Linked DNA regions of Sus scrofa: region 2 is linked to region 1. The links are chromatin contacts, called in public HiChIP or PLAC-seq maps. All regions are on one chromosome and are shown on one strand. Each heading gives the region's core, a stretch centred on a gene start, on an enhancer-like site or on the middle of the called end of the contact. The rest is flanking DNA. Distances are from core to core; before and after follow the strand shown.

Region 1 (6,662 bases), core at 2,694-5,193:
CATCCAAACATGTTGTGAACCTATATGCGGAGCAAGTAAGTTAGAGAATAGTCTCTCTATTCATTAATAAAGTCTATCTGAGGTTTATATCTATTCTGTTGACTATGATTTGGAATGGTTACTATAATCAACTTATATTTGAAAGCTAATATCTGGTGTATAATCTTAGAAGAAGCTATGATCTACAAGAATTTTAAAAGCAGTTTAATCTTGCTATTCAATTGTCAAATATTCATTCAGTAAACAATTTAGTGTGTGCCTATCACATACTTCAGCATCCTGGTGCTAAAGACACTGTCTAGAGTTGAACTCCTAAGAGCTTTATAGTTTACTAAGGAACAGCTCAGCAAACAGTAATTAAACACAACACGCTAGAAGCGAAAATAGGGGAACAGAAAATACTGTGTACTAGTCTATAGGGCTGAGTGGCTAGCTTTACCCACAAGCGAAGAAAGCATTCTTGGTAAAGGCCAACATAGATAGAGGCAGTGATATACGCCTCAGAGTGAGCACCCAAGAGAGGTCAGAACCTTTACACCAATACTTATGTGCCATTTAATGTTGGAATACAGCACAATTCCATAATTAATGTTAAGATTTCTACATATAATACTCATAAACTGATAAATCTAGCCTCAGAAATAGCTTCCAAGCTTTAAATCACTTGTGTCAATTGTATACAATGTCAAAGCTCTTTCAAATCCAACTTTAGCAGCAACTTCATCCCCAATTCCTGCTGCCAATCTTCTAGATTTCATTAGTGGTCTAAATTACTGCTTTTGTAAGTTCCCTAAAATCAGGAGAATTGTGAAGTAAAATTGCAAACTCATTCAACCTCTTTCATATCGACATTATCCCCTCTAGGACTCAATCTTTTTTAGCCTGTTTTCTCTACCCCATTTTGGTCTCACCCAGACAGGACTGGTTTGGACTTCAAGGACACTTAAAGAATTCCTCTTCTTTGGTGGAATGTCACCTGGGCAATGAAGCAACACTGCTTATATTTTTCTCTCTAGAGATCAGGGAAGCTCACTCTGGAGCAAACTAATGGATAAAATTATATATAGTAGCAGGCATGCTGATTGATTAGTGCTATTGTCCAACATAGGTGATATGTATAAAATGCTGTTAAGTGTTAATAATAAATAGTTGTCTTCTTCATTACTTGGAGAAGGCATAAAGATGTCTAAGGTTATGTTTTCAGGTAATAAGCATCAATGGGCTAATTTCTCTATTTTGAACCTAACATAAAATATTTTATTAAACTTCTGTGACTCTAGAATTTTAACTTTCCCTTTAACAAAATAAAACCAGTTTATTGTACATTTGGAAGATACAGAAAAACAAAATAAGTCAGTCATATCCAAAGACAATGATTCCATCTTCCTCACTTTTCAGCTGTCTTTTAAATGAATTCTTCAATTACATGGGTTAGAAAACCACAAGGCTTAACTGAGAATATGATTTTTCAGATGAAGAAAAAGTATAATCCAAATTCTAAAAATCAAGTTTGTAATTTCTGTAAGAACTTTCAATTTAAAAGAATCAAGGGAGTTTCTGAGTTTGCAGTATAAACAAAAGAGTTTAACCTCAAACAGAAAAACACTCTTCCCTAAAGCACACTGCTTGGGGTCAAAACAACGGTAACTACACTACCAATGAAATGGGAGTATACAGGGTTAGGCAAAACCTAAACAAAATCATTTCTGTATTTTCACAAAATACTATCCATCAAAATCTGAAAAAGTCACCTAGAGTTTTAAAAATAGGGAAAGCTGGAGTTCCCGTCGTGGTGCAGTGGTTAACGAATCCGACTGGGAACCATGAGGTTGCGGGTTCGGTCCCTGCTCTTGCTCAGTGGGTTAACGATCCGGCGTTGCCGTGAGCTGTGGTGTAGGTTGCAGACACCGCTGGGATCTGGCGTTGCTGTGGCTCTGGCAAAGGCCGGTGGCTACAGCTCCGATTCGACCCCTAGCCTGGGAACCTCCATATGCCGTGGGAGCGGCCCAAAGAAATAGCAAAAAGACAAAAAAAAAAAGTAAAAAAATAAATAAATAAATTAAAATAGGGAAAGCTAAGGAGGGACACAAATGCTACCTAATATAAATTTACCACTAGTCAAAGGAGTGGTGATTAAGTAGGATTTTAGGGGAAAATGGAAAGAGGACCTCAAAGGCAGAAACCATCTTGACTTAACCTCTTTACCTTTAAGTTTATGGTCAAATACATTTGGTTTTAATCTTTCTAGCCCAGTCAGTTTCTGAATTACTTCCTTTCCTGGGAAATCACGTTTCCTAAAGCTAGCCTGGGTATCCGCAGACCATGATCCCGGCAACACCATCTTTCAACATCTCCCCATTCAATCGAGACTGTAGCATTATCAGCACTTTCTGTTTTGAACCTAGTATATATTTATTCTTTCAACTGTCCTTTCCCTTTCTGCACTGTAACATCAGAGAAGAGAAAGGTAAAAGGCCACCTTTTACCTTTCCAGACCCATTCAACGCTTGCAAACATCTTTAAAACAACCCTTGCAGGGATGTCAGATAAAAACTCAATTACAGAGAATGCACATTTGGAAGCAAGCTTTACAGTGACTCCGCAATGAGGGCCACATTGGTGACATTCTCTCCCAAGCCTGTCTCGCAGGAGACGCCTCTGCCTCCAGGGTTTGTCCTACCTCCCGCTCCCCAGCCTAGGGCTGAATGTAAAGACCATGCAAGGCCTCTGCCAAAGAATGGGTTTTGGGGATTCAGACCTGGAGACTACTGCAGACACCGAGGAATGCCTGAACCAATCCCAATACCCGAAGCCCCGAAGAGTCCGAATGGGTAACCACAATGGCCGCACTCACCCCCAACCGTGGGAAAGGTGGACGTCCCAACCCCTAGGTTGCAGGGGCGACCACAGTGGGGGAGCAAGGGTCAAGATAACTGGAGAAATAAGCTCCTCGCCAATGCAGGATGACAGCGAGGAGGAAGCCCTGAAAAGGAGAAGCCACCATGCACACGCTGCTTTCTCTTCCTCCTCCCACTCCTTCTAGCCCCACCAGCCGCCGGTTACCGGTCGCCGCTCACCTGCCCGGGCGCGAGGTGCAAAAAGTGTACCGACACCGACCGACCCAGAGGCTCTGTCACTGTGGGAGGGGAAGTCTTCAGCTGCAGAGAAGGGGGCGGGCCTAGAGTCACGTGACCTCGAGCTCCGCCCAGTCCTCCCTAGCCAGGCTCACTGCATCTCGTGGGCCTGTATTTTTTCGGATCGTTTGAACAGTAATTTTCTTGCCATTAGATGTTAGGGAAAAACGAAAGTGTTCACAAAGATTATGTTTGTAAAGTACAACGGAGAAGACGTGGGTGGAACGGGTTAAAGTGCATTGCTAAGGAAGTGACGTTCACCGCCGAGGTCTAAGGACCGGAAATGGCGATGGAGTTCCGTTCTCCTGGGGCCCGCAGGTAGAATCACAGGCTTGAGGGTTTGGGGTAGTCACGTGACATGAAAACTTGAAACATGCTGGACGCAAGCCAAGTTATCCAGCCAATTATCAATTACAATTATTTGTCTTAAAAGCACCTCATCTAAGTATTCCATAAGCTTCTTTACATTAAGAAGAACCAGTTTTATAAAATATTAGGAGACAGGCCCGTCTGAAGTTCATACTGGAGACTATCAACTGGAAAGAACAGAGGAAGAAGACTGATCTATTTGAAGTGGAAGAGGAAAGGGAGGGGTGGAAAAAATCTGGATTTTACCGCCAGGGCCGACCCAGCAAGCCCCACAAGTTGTGTTGCAAGGGACAGGAGGAGAAGGATGACGCCAGAAGGCGGAACCCAGTAAAAGATGGAGGTTCTGAAGTGGAGGGGGAAGGGTACGGAAAGATCTGAAGTGCGCCTGCGCGCGAGACGGCCGACGCGCCGGCGCGCAGAGGGGGCGGGGTGAAAGGTCACAGCGCGGCGGCGAGTCTGGCTGGCGGCGGCGGCAGGAGGGAGGCGACTGCTCCGTGTGCACGTGTGGAGAAGTGGCGGCACCGGCACGGCGGCAGGACGCACCGCCGCCCCCTCTGGAGACGCAGGGCTGCGCTCGAATCTCGCGGCCTCCGTCAACAGCTCAGCTCCCTGCCCTAGGCGAGGAGGTCGGCTTGTGGGGTTGAGTGGCCCGAGCTGAGGGCGCGGAGAGCTCAGGGCGGCGACGACAACGGCGTTGATATCGGTGGTAACAACGGCCTCAGCAGGCGGGGAAGATGAAAGGGTGAGGAAGGGCAGCCAGACAGGGCCCGACCGGCGGGAGAGAGGGGCTGCGAAGGAAGTGAGAGATTCTGGGCCAGGACCTGGCGGAGGGAGGTTTGTGGGATTCTCTGCTCACGGAGGGGGCGGAGGCTCGGCGCGGGCTGTTGGCGGGCTGAAGGGCCAGCAGAAGCAAAACCCGGGGAACCCAGAATTTGGGCCCAGAGGACGAATGTGGGTTAAGTGGAAACCAGATCTTGCTGGGGCAGAGGGGACGAGCTCTTGTGAGGCGCCTGTGGCCTCCTGTCTGGGAGCGGACGGCATAGCCACCCCCGGCCCGCGACTCGAGTGGAGTGGTCTGGTTGTCCTCATCAGATCCAGGCTCCACACTGAGAACTGTGGTCTTTGACATCTTTCGGGCTTATTTGTACTTGGAAGCGATGCAGAAGCTTCTGGAAGGAGAAGGAATTTAAATAAAAAGCATGGAGATGAGTATTAAAAGCTAGTGACTCAACTGGATTTGGGTTGGGTCAGAGCGAGTGGAGGAGGGGGAGAGCGCGAGCACTGTAGACTTGGGGTGCCAGAATGTTCAAGGAAGTATTGTTGATCAGTAGGTGGAGCTATTGCTGCAGGAGTTTACTCTTGCCCCAGTGCCTTGAGGGGGGTCCTTGGAAGCTTTCTTCAGGTGCTTGGCAAAGTTAATATACTTTCACAGTCTCCCTCTTGGATAAAGTAAAGGATGGTTTCTCTTCGACTATTTCTATTTGAATAAGCTGTCACCTTACTCTATTAAATTGCTTATTGTTGAAGTATTCATTACATAACACGGTGTTTTAAAATAGTGACCAAGCTGTTTTGCCTTTACCCTCCTTAGAGAAAGAAATGAAATCTTAGCAATATTAAAACCTTTCTGAGATGCCTGAGTTTTTTCTGTTATAGCAAGTCAGTTAAAGAACTGTGTTTTGGGTTAAGGAACCTTTCAAATTATTCAGCACCCCTTTTGAGGATGAAATAAAAGTCAGCGTTCAGAGTCATACTGTCTAAAACAAGGGTGTAAATATTTCTTCGGTGTATATATGTGTTTGAGGTCGCAGAAGAGGTCCAAGAAAGTTAAATTTGACCCAAGGATTGTAATGTGATTCCTTACTCTGATTTTACTTTAAATATTGTGATGTCGAATTGCATGTTTGGGGTTAAAGTTTAGAAATCATGAAAATTTCACAGTACCTGCATTATTTCTCATCAGGTTCTGAAGTGTTCCAATTAGGATACTGATTGAGAGATATTGGAAGCATGTGCTGCACTTGAATCATGATTTAGAAGTTTGGCTATTTTATGTATGATCCAGTACAACTTGGCGAGATTTTTCCTTTTTTCCCGAGTATAGATACTGTCTGTACCACTCAATACTTATTTGTATTTGTTAAAGTAATAAAAATGAGGTTGAAGAGTTCCTGGTGTTGAACTTGCGCATGGATTTATAAAAGAATGCCTCCAAGGAATTATTCTGAATCAAAAATCTTTGGTCTAGCTCAGTCTACCTAGGATGTAATGCTCTTCCTGATACTAACTTGGCCATAGAAATGAGGTCAAAGAGCAGTATTATTCACGATCTACCTTCAGGTAATATACTCATGAGGCAATTATCTTTTTATTTAAAATGATTTTTTATTTATTTATTTATTTTTTGCTTTTTTTTTTTTTAGGGTGGCACCCTCGGCATATGGAGGTTCCTAGGCTAGGGGTCCAATCAGAGCTACAGCTGCCGGCCTTTGCCACAGCAACGCAGGATTCAAGCTGCGTCTGTGATCTACACCACAGTCACAGCAATGTGAGATCCTTAGCCCACTTAGTGAGGTCAGGGATGGAACCCACAACCTCATGGTTCCTAGTTGGATTTGTTTCTGCTGCGCCACGACGGGAGCTCCTAAAATGGTTTTTTATAGATAATAACTTCATGGAGGCAAATCTCCAGAAATGAGTAAATGGACAAATTTAGAGGAAACTTACAGTTATGAAATGTGTACCTTATGTCATCAGCTATGCCTGAAATGTAGAGCCCTTTAGTCTAGTTGCTATCACCTCTTAAGAGCTGCGACAGTTTTAAGATTATTGGAGTTCCTGTCGTGGCTCAGTGGTTGATGAGAGTGGCCCTAGAAAAGGCACAAAGACAAAAAAAAAAAGCTTATGTTCTTAATGGTAAACTTTTAAGACAATTTCACAGGAATAGTTCCTTTAACTTTGTAGATAAACTAACTCCCAGATAAGATGGGATCTTATATTTTTTCTTATACTTTTTTCACTTTGTAAGTCTTATCCTTACGGTGTTGGACAAGGGAAGACAGTGGATATTATTTAAAAGATTTTAAAGTCCTTGCCTTCAGAGATTTCTATTAAGTACAATGTGGTCAGTACTAACAGTCCAGACTCTTGGTTCATAAA
Region 2 (6,662 bases), core at 1,089-3,588, 290 kb before region 1:
TTTACTACAGCCCTCCCAACTTCCTTTTCCTCTATGTTTAGAGTTCTCCTCCCCTTCTCTTGCAAGAAATTGCATGTGGCTCACCATGGTTGCAGATCCCAGATTGCAATTCTTTGCTGATCCCAAATAACCCCATCTTTGCTGGAATAATACCTGGCAGTCTATTTGTTCCAGGTCAATATCTAATGCTTTGTAAATGCTCTGTAAATAGTTGCCAGCATGGCAAATCCGGTTTTACTTTTTGGAACTTTCTGGAAACTTTTTTCCCCTGAATACTTTTCATCCATGGTTTGTTGAATCCACAACCTGCAGATACAGAGGTCCGACGGTATAAGTTTTAGGAAGTGTGAATTTTAGACACAAAGAGTTGGACAAAATTAGTGGCCTACTAACACAGATTACTCAGCCTTCAAAAGACCAGCAGGTATATTTTAAAACAAGAGACTATGAGTAAATTACCTCGACACAGTTCTGCTTGATTTGAACCTATATTTTTAAGTCTTTGTTTTGAAATAATTTTAGGCATATAGAAAATTTGCAAAAAACAGTAATGGAGTTCTTGAATACTTTCACCCAGCTTTCTCCGGTTTAAACATCTCATATAACCATAGTAAAATTATCCCAAAATAGGAAATTAACATTGCTACAATGCCATTAAATACAGTTAACAAGACTAAAGACTTTATTAGAGTATCACCTGTTTTTCCACTAAAGGTCCTTTTTCTGTTTCAGGACTTTATCCATAATTTCATCCTACATTTGCTTGTCATATCTCTTTAGTCTTCTCTAGTTCTCTGACAGGGCCAGTCCTCAATCTTCCTTTGTCTTTTATGACCTTGACATTTTTGAAGAGTACTGGTCAGGTATTTTGTAGAATGTCTCTCAATTTGGGCTTTCCAGTGTTCCCTTCTGCTTCACTGGAGATTATTATTGGTAAGAATACCACAAGAAGTGATGCTGTGCCCCTCTCAGTGTATCATATCAGGGGTACATAATGTTAATGTGTCTTATTACTACTGATGTTACCCTCCATCACTTAAGATTGTGTCTGCTAGGTTTCTTCACTGTGAATGGTAAAATTAGTGCTTTTCCCTTTGTAATTCATAAATATCTTAGAGGAAGTATTGTGAAACTATGCAAATATCCTGTTTATCCTTAAACTTTCACTTATTAATTTTAGCATCCATTGGTGAATCTTTCCTATAACAATAATTACTGTGGTATCTGACTAATGATGATTTTTTATTTCCCTCATCTTGTCTCCATTTATTGAAATTTTTATAGAAGGAAAAACTGACCCTTCTCCTTCATATATTTATTTATTCACTTAGTTGTTTATTTTTATTAGTATGGGCTTATAGATATTTATCCTATGAGTTATACTTTAATATTATTGTTTACTTTGTTACTCAAATTGTTCTAACCTTGACCATTGGGGAATCTTTCAGGTTGACTCCTTTTACCTTTGAAAATCATTTTTGGGAGGCATTTCCTTTCTTTTTGGCAGCACAAGCTGTTCCAGGCTCATCTTGTATTTTCCCTGACCCAGCTCTAGAATCAACCACTTCTACATGGTACCCTGCTTCCTTTTATTGAAGAATAATTTAGAAACCACAGTCTGGGTACTAGCTATGCTGGGGTGTCATTGTATCTGGGCCCTCTCAGCAGACAGAGCTGAGAAATAGATGTACATATAGTAATCTACACATAATACACATTATATTTATTTCTTTGTCTAGCTGTACACACATTAAAATCCATGAGTTCATACTGACACATCCAATTCCAGGGCTACAACACAGGGGTCATGCTGTCCTTTCCCCTTCCTTATTTGTAACTTGTTTCTGTATCTAGCTGTATATATATTAAAATAATTGTGAGTTCATAATGGTAACTTCAACCTCAGTTTTTAATTTAGCCTTTCCCCCTTGCTTGTTTATAACTTCTTTCTGATAGTCAGAAACCTGGAGCTTATTATCTAAAAAATATTTACTTATTTTTTTAGTCCTAGTACATTCTAAAAGTAGTTTCAGGATTGGTAACCTATACTGCTTTGAAAACAGATTTACTAAGTTCAGTGTAATATTTGTCCATTTGTTTTTGTTTTTAGCCTTATTCAGTCAAACTTGTTTTCCAAAGTTACTTAGGTTGGTTCTTTTCTTCCCCTTCTTCTTCAGTGTGATTATGTTACTCATGTGTGTTATTGTTAGTGAACCTCTAATTTAGATTTCTTCAGCATGTGGGTATAACTGAGACATAGGGAATAATCCACCTACCAGACTCCTCAGGCTTTTATGTAGACTTGGCTGGAGACAGGATGTCCTCTGGTAAATTCCACCAGAGTAGCAGGCCCTCTGGGCTCATTATTTTGGTCCCAGTCCACATTCCTAGCCTGGTTCTGAGGGAGCCTGAAGCTGCCCTTGGGTAATGAAACTTAGATACTCAGCAGCCTAAATATGACCACAGGATAAAAGGGGGGAAAATGCCTACCTGGCTTTCAGTGAGTACAGGAAACGCTTGTCAGCACCCTCAGAATGGTTTACTGGCACAAACCCAACAACAGCCTGTATAATTTGCAGGAAGACTTTAAAGAATCTGCTTCTAAGGGTTGCTCTAATTCAGGCTTTTTTAGTCCCTTGTATTCTTTGTGCTTGACTCTGGATTCTGTTTGTTCCCCCCAAACAATTTAACATCACATTTGGGCCACATTATTTAACAGGAGATTTTCTGAGAGAAACATAGCAGTCTCTCTTTATCAAAACACAAGTTCAGGTTCAGCACTCTTAATGCATCTTTCCCACTCATTTCAATGCCGGTTCTTTTTATTTTATCCAAAACATTTGTTTTTATATAGAAACTTTCTACTTCCATCCTACTTTCTCTTTGATTTTGCAATGAAATCTCTTGGGGAGATTCAGCAAGCCACATGTCCGTGCTAATTAGTGGAAACAACAAGGGATTAACTATGAAATTCTTACACTCTTTGGAAAGTAGCCTTCTTAATTCTGAAATACATTTTATGTTTTCTTCAGATAAGAAGATCTATGATTTTTCCTGCTTTTGAAAGTTGAAGAAAACAATGAAAGATGGATTGACACTAACCCATGTCTTAATTCTATGGGAAGGTTTTGGTTTGTCTCTTTCGTTAGGTATCTCTGTTAGATGATGAGATAATAATGACCCAAAAAAAGCACTATCGATATTATGCTTGTGGCACAGTGCCTTCCAAAAGGCTGCCCCAAACTAAACTGAGGGAATGTGGAAATATGTGGAAAAGAAGCCTGCATTTTTTTCTTACAAAGTAATGAAAACTGAACCTCATTTATACAGCAAAGATCTTAGTTTTATCCGAACTGCCTACATACCACTGAAGAAAAACCATTTCTGAACTGAAACATAGCAGCCGTGTTGTCTTATGTTTAGGGAAGGAAATGAAGGAAAAGCCTCTTTGCAAATAAAACTGCAGAGTAAGAGAATTATTGAGCACACACGTAAAGAATATCAGGATTTATGTAACTCTCCCTTCTGCACTTACTGCCAAGGACAATATGTGGTGTGCATTTTAGGAGTTGTTTGAAACATTATTATGTTTTACTTAATATAGCCTTTCTATGGAAAATTTCCAAGTAAAATTTTGTTGGTGTTGGTCAGGAAGTTGTTTGTTTAGTTTGCTATTTTTCTTTTTCTTTTTGGCTGCACCTGCCAAAAAGTTCCCAGGCAGGGAGTGAACCTGTGCCATAACAGTGACCCGAACCACAGCAATGACAACGCCAGATCCATAACCCACTGAGCCACAAGGGAACTCCTAGTTTGTTATTATACTCCTCCTTACCCTCACCCTGTGAGTAACCCAGGTTTTCCACTCTCACAGAAGGGATAGTGAGAGCCAGTTTACCAAAACATTGCAACAGTGTTTTGTTTTTCAAAATACTATTTTGATCCCAGAGGTTCCAGTTCAAAAGTATATGATTTTTTGGGGTTTTTTTTTTGGAAAAAGTAGTGATTAAATTCTGCTTTTAAAAAATTAAGAAAAGAGCTTTCGGCATAAATGAAACCCTTTTTCTAAAATTGTACAGAGTGTCTTTTCCCCTAAACACTAAACATTAGGTAAATATTTATAAGGATCTTTTTTTTTTTTTTTTTTGTCTTTTGTTGTTGTTGTTGTTGTTGTTGCTATTTCTTGGGCCGCTCCCGCGGCATATGGAGGTTCCCAGGCTAGAGGTTGAATCGGAGCTGTAGCCACCGGCCTACGCCAGAGCCACAGCAACGTGGGATCTGAGCCGCGTCTGCAACCTACACCACAGCTCACGGCAACGCCGGATCGTTAACCCACTGAGCAGGGGCAGGGACCGAACCCGCAACCTCATGGTTCTTAGTCGGATTCGTTAACCACTGCGCCACGACGGGAACTCCTATAAGGATCTTAAGAACCATGTGGGTGAGGAACAAATGACATCACATCATTGTCTTACTGTCAGACTACCCTAGAGGTAAATCCAGCATTTGTGTAATATATTCTGAGGTAAGCTCTATTTGACATGGCAGGGGCGGGGAGAACAGGTAAGTCTGCCTTCCCTAAAGACTTGACGTCTGGATAACTGGTCCAGGCTTCTTCGGGAAAGGAGCCCTATCTTAGTGGAGAGTCAGGTTGTCAAGTTATAGGGGGTATTGTGGTCATTCTTTTAAAAATCCCCAAGCATTTTATTAGTTAAGAATATAATATGGTGAGGCTAAGCAGTTCCTTTCCAAAATCCTGCTACTTCTTCAGTGAAACAGAATTAGATAACTACAGCAAACTTATTGATTAAAACTTCTTAGCAGAATTAAGAAGAATTTATAGGACGTCCTTTTGTTAGCAGTACATATTGATGCATTTATGGGTGAAATGGTACAATGTCTGCTGTCTGGAATTTATTTTTAAATAATCCAGGAAGGAAAAGTGACTGGAGGAAGAATGAAATGCTGATAATTTCTGAAGCTGAGTGAGGAGTTCATTCTTCTACTTTTGGGTGTGTTTGTTAAGTCTGTGTAATAAAGTGGGGGTTTTTAAGTTTAAGAAAATGAAGGGGAGGGGTTCCCATTGTGACTCAGTGGAAACGAATCTGACTAATATCTACCAGGATGCAGGTTCAATCCCTGGCCTCGCTCAGTGGAGTAACGATCTGGTGTTGCCCTGAGCTGCGGTGTAGGTTGCAGACATGGCTCAGATCTCATGGCCAGCAGCTACAGCTCTGATTCAACCCCTAGCCTGGGAACCTCCATATGCCTCAGGTGTGGCCCTAAAAAGACAAAGAAAGCAGGGGAGAGGGGGGATTAAATACAGAGGTAAAATTAGCATTACAGCTTTCCGTATATAACGGATATGCTTTTTGTCTGTAGCCAATGTGAGCATTTCACACAGCAGTGGTTGTCAAAGTTTAGGTCTCAGGGCTTTTCCATGGAACCCAACAGCAAGTCCAGGTCTTAGCACTGTGTGCTGAAAACTGAATGAATTTTCCCCAATGTATTTATGTACTTGTAGATGTGTATATAGTTGGGGTAACTGTATAGCTCAGTAACTTCCTCTTTGGGGCAAAATTATGAAAATCAGGAGTAGGATGGGCTATAGGGGACCACTTTTCAGTGCTGCTCTTTCCTGGGGAAGAGCATTTTGTTATGTTAAAAGATCCTCCTCTCCATCTTCCAGGCTCTTCTTAGCATCTCTAGGGTCTTCTAGCCTAGGTCTAGTCTAGGTATCTGTCTAGCTCTAATTGTCTCTGGAAAGAAAAAAAGAAGTGGAGGATTGCTTTCACGTGTAGTATTAGGGCATCTCATCCTTTTGGCCTTGGAGCAGCAAGGAGTCAGCCGAGGCCCTGGGCGGGGCGGTATAGCTTTATCTCTAATATTTGGACCTTGGCCAGCTCCCCTAGACCACTAGTTGAACCACAGTTAGTTCCATTGGGCAAAAATAAATTGTAAACTTATTGACATTTTTGTCCTCTTTACAATTCATTGTTTATTTTTCCATGACTGAGAATTTTGATGCAATTATCACTGAGCTTTCTGACAAAAGGGAAATAGCTGAGGAATTCTGATGAGTTACCCACTTCATTAATCAGAACAAGCATCTCTAGTGACAGGGTTAGAATTACAATGAAGATTAGATAGCAAATTGCTGTTCTACCGAATGTCAATCATTTCCAGTGACAGCAGTGTGATTACACTTCAGGGAAGAGCTTTTCTTGCCAACAAAACGAGGGCAACTCCAGTGCAGGTAATAAATTTAGCAGGGTGAGCTGTCATTTCTTCCCTTGAGTGGAATCCTTAATGACCAAATGATGTCTTGTGCAAGATTTTGAAAGGAGAAAAGTATTTCACTTAAAAACTTTCTAAATTTCCCTTTGTAGTATTTTGTTTTAAAAATTATTATAGATCTGTACTTAGGAGCAGTTTTTCCCACAGTGATTTTCGGTATTTTATATACCCGTAACAAGCCTTAATTATCACCAAACTATAATAAAGAGATGGTAGAAGTTAGTAAAAGCATACATGACTATATTTGAGAATCTATCATAAATGAAAACATTGTCCAGAAAGAGATGAATCAGGTAAGCAACGGAGGGAGGTCTGTCTAGTTAAAACATTAAGTTCTCTGGCTTAAACAGAATGTATTCCTCTTCCAA

What was found. HiChIP or PLAC-seq counts read pairs in DNA pulled down with a chosen protein or histone mark.
Region 2: an H3K27ac HiChIP or PLAC-seq map of skeletal muscle shows a contact between it and region 1, with 3 times the contacts expected there. The contact joins the enhancer-like site here to the promoter of NAA50 in region 1. A contact is called at or near these places in 1 of 5 promoter capture datasets (liver), 8 of 47 Hi-C or Micro-C datasets (alveolar macrophages, embryonic fibroblasts, heart right ventricle and 4 more) and 2 of 2 datasets of contacts at active chromatin or transcription factors (alveolar macrophages and skeletal muscle).

What each region holds. Positions count from the first base shown.
Region 1 is chr13:146,189,275-146,195,936 of Sscrofa11.1, forward strand. NAA50 (N(alpha)-acetyltransferase 50, NatE catalytic subunit) reads left to right here and starts at 3,944. Exons shown (of 5, transcript NM_001244807.1): 1 at 3,944-4,245. The coding sequence starts at 4,238.
Region 2 is chr13:145,905,508-145,912,169 of Sscrofa11.1, forward strand. The region is part of intron 8 of CCDC191 (coiled-coil domain-containing protein 191); the gene reads left to right. Among named protein-coding and RNA genes, the nearest start is that of CCDC191, 29 kb to the left of the region's middle. Within about 2 kb of position 2,339, at least 6 of the 83 cell types and tissues checked have an H3K27ac peak or open chromatin away from gene starts, as enhancers often do. A contact at or near this core is called in retroperitoneal adipose tissue and skeletal muscle, where this site is marked.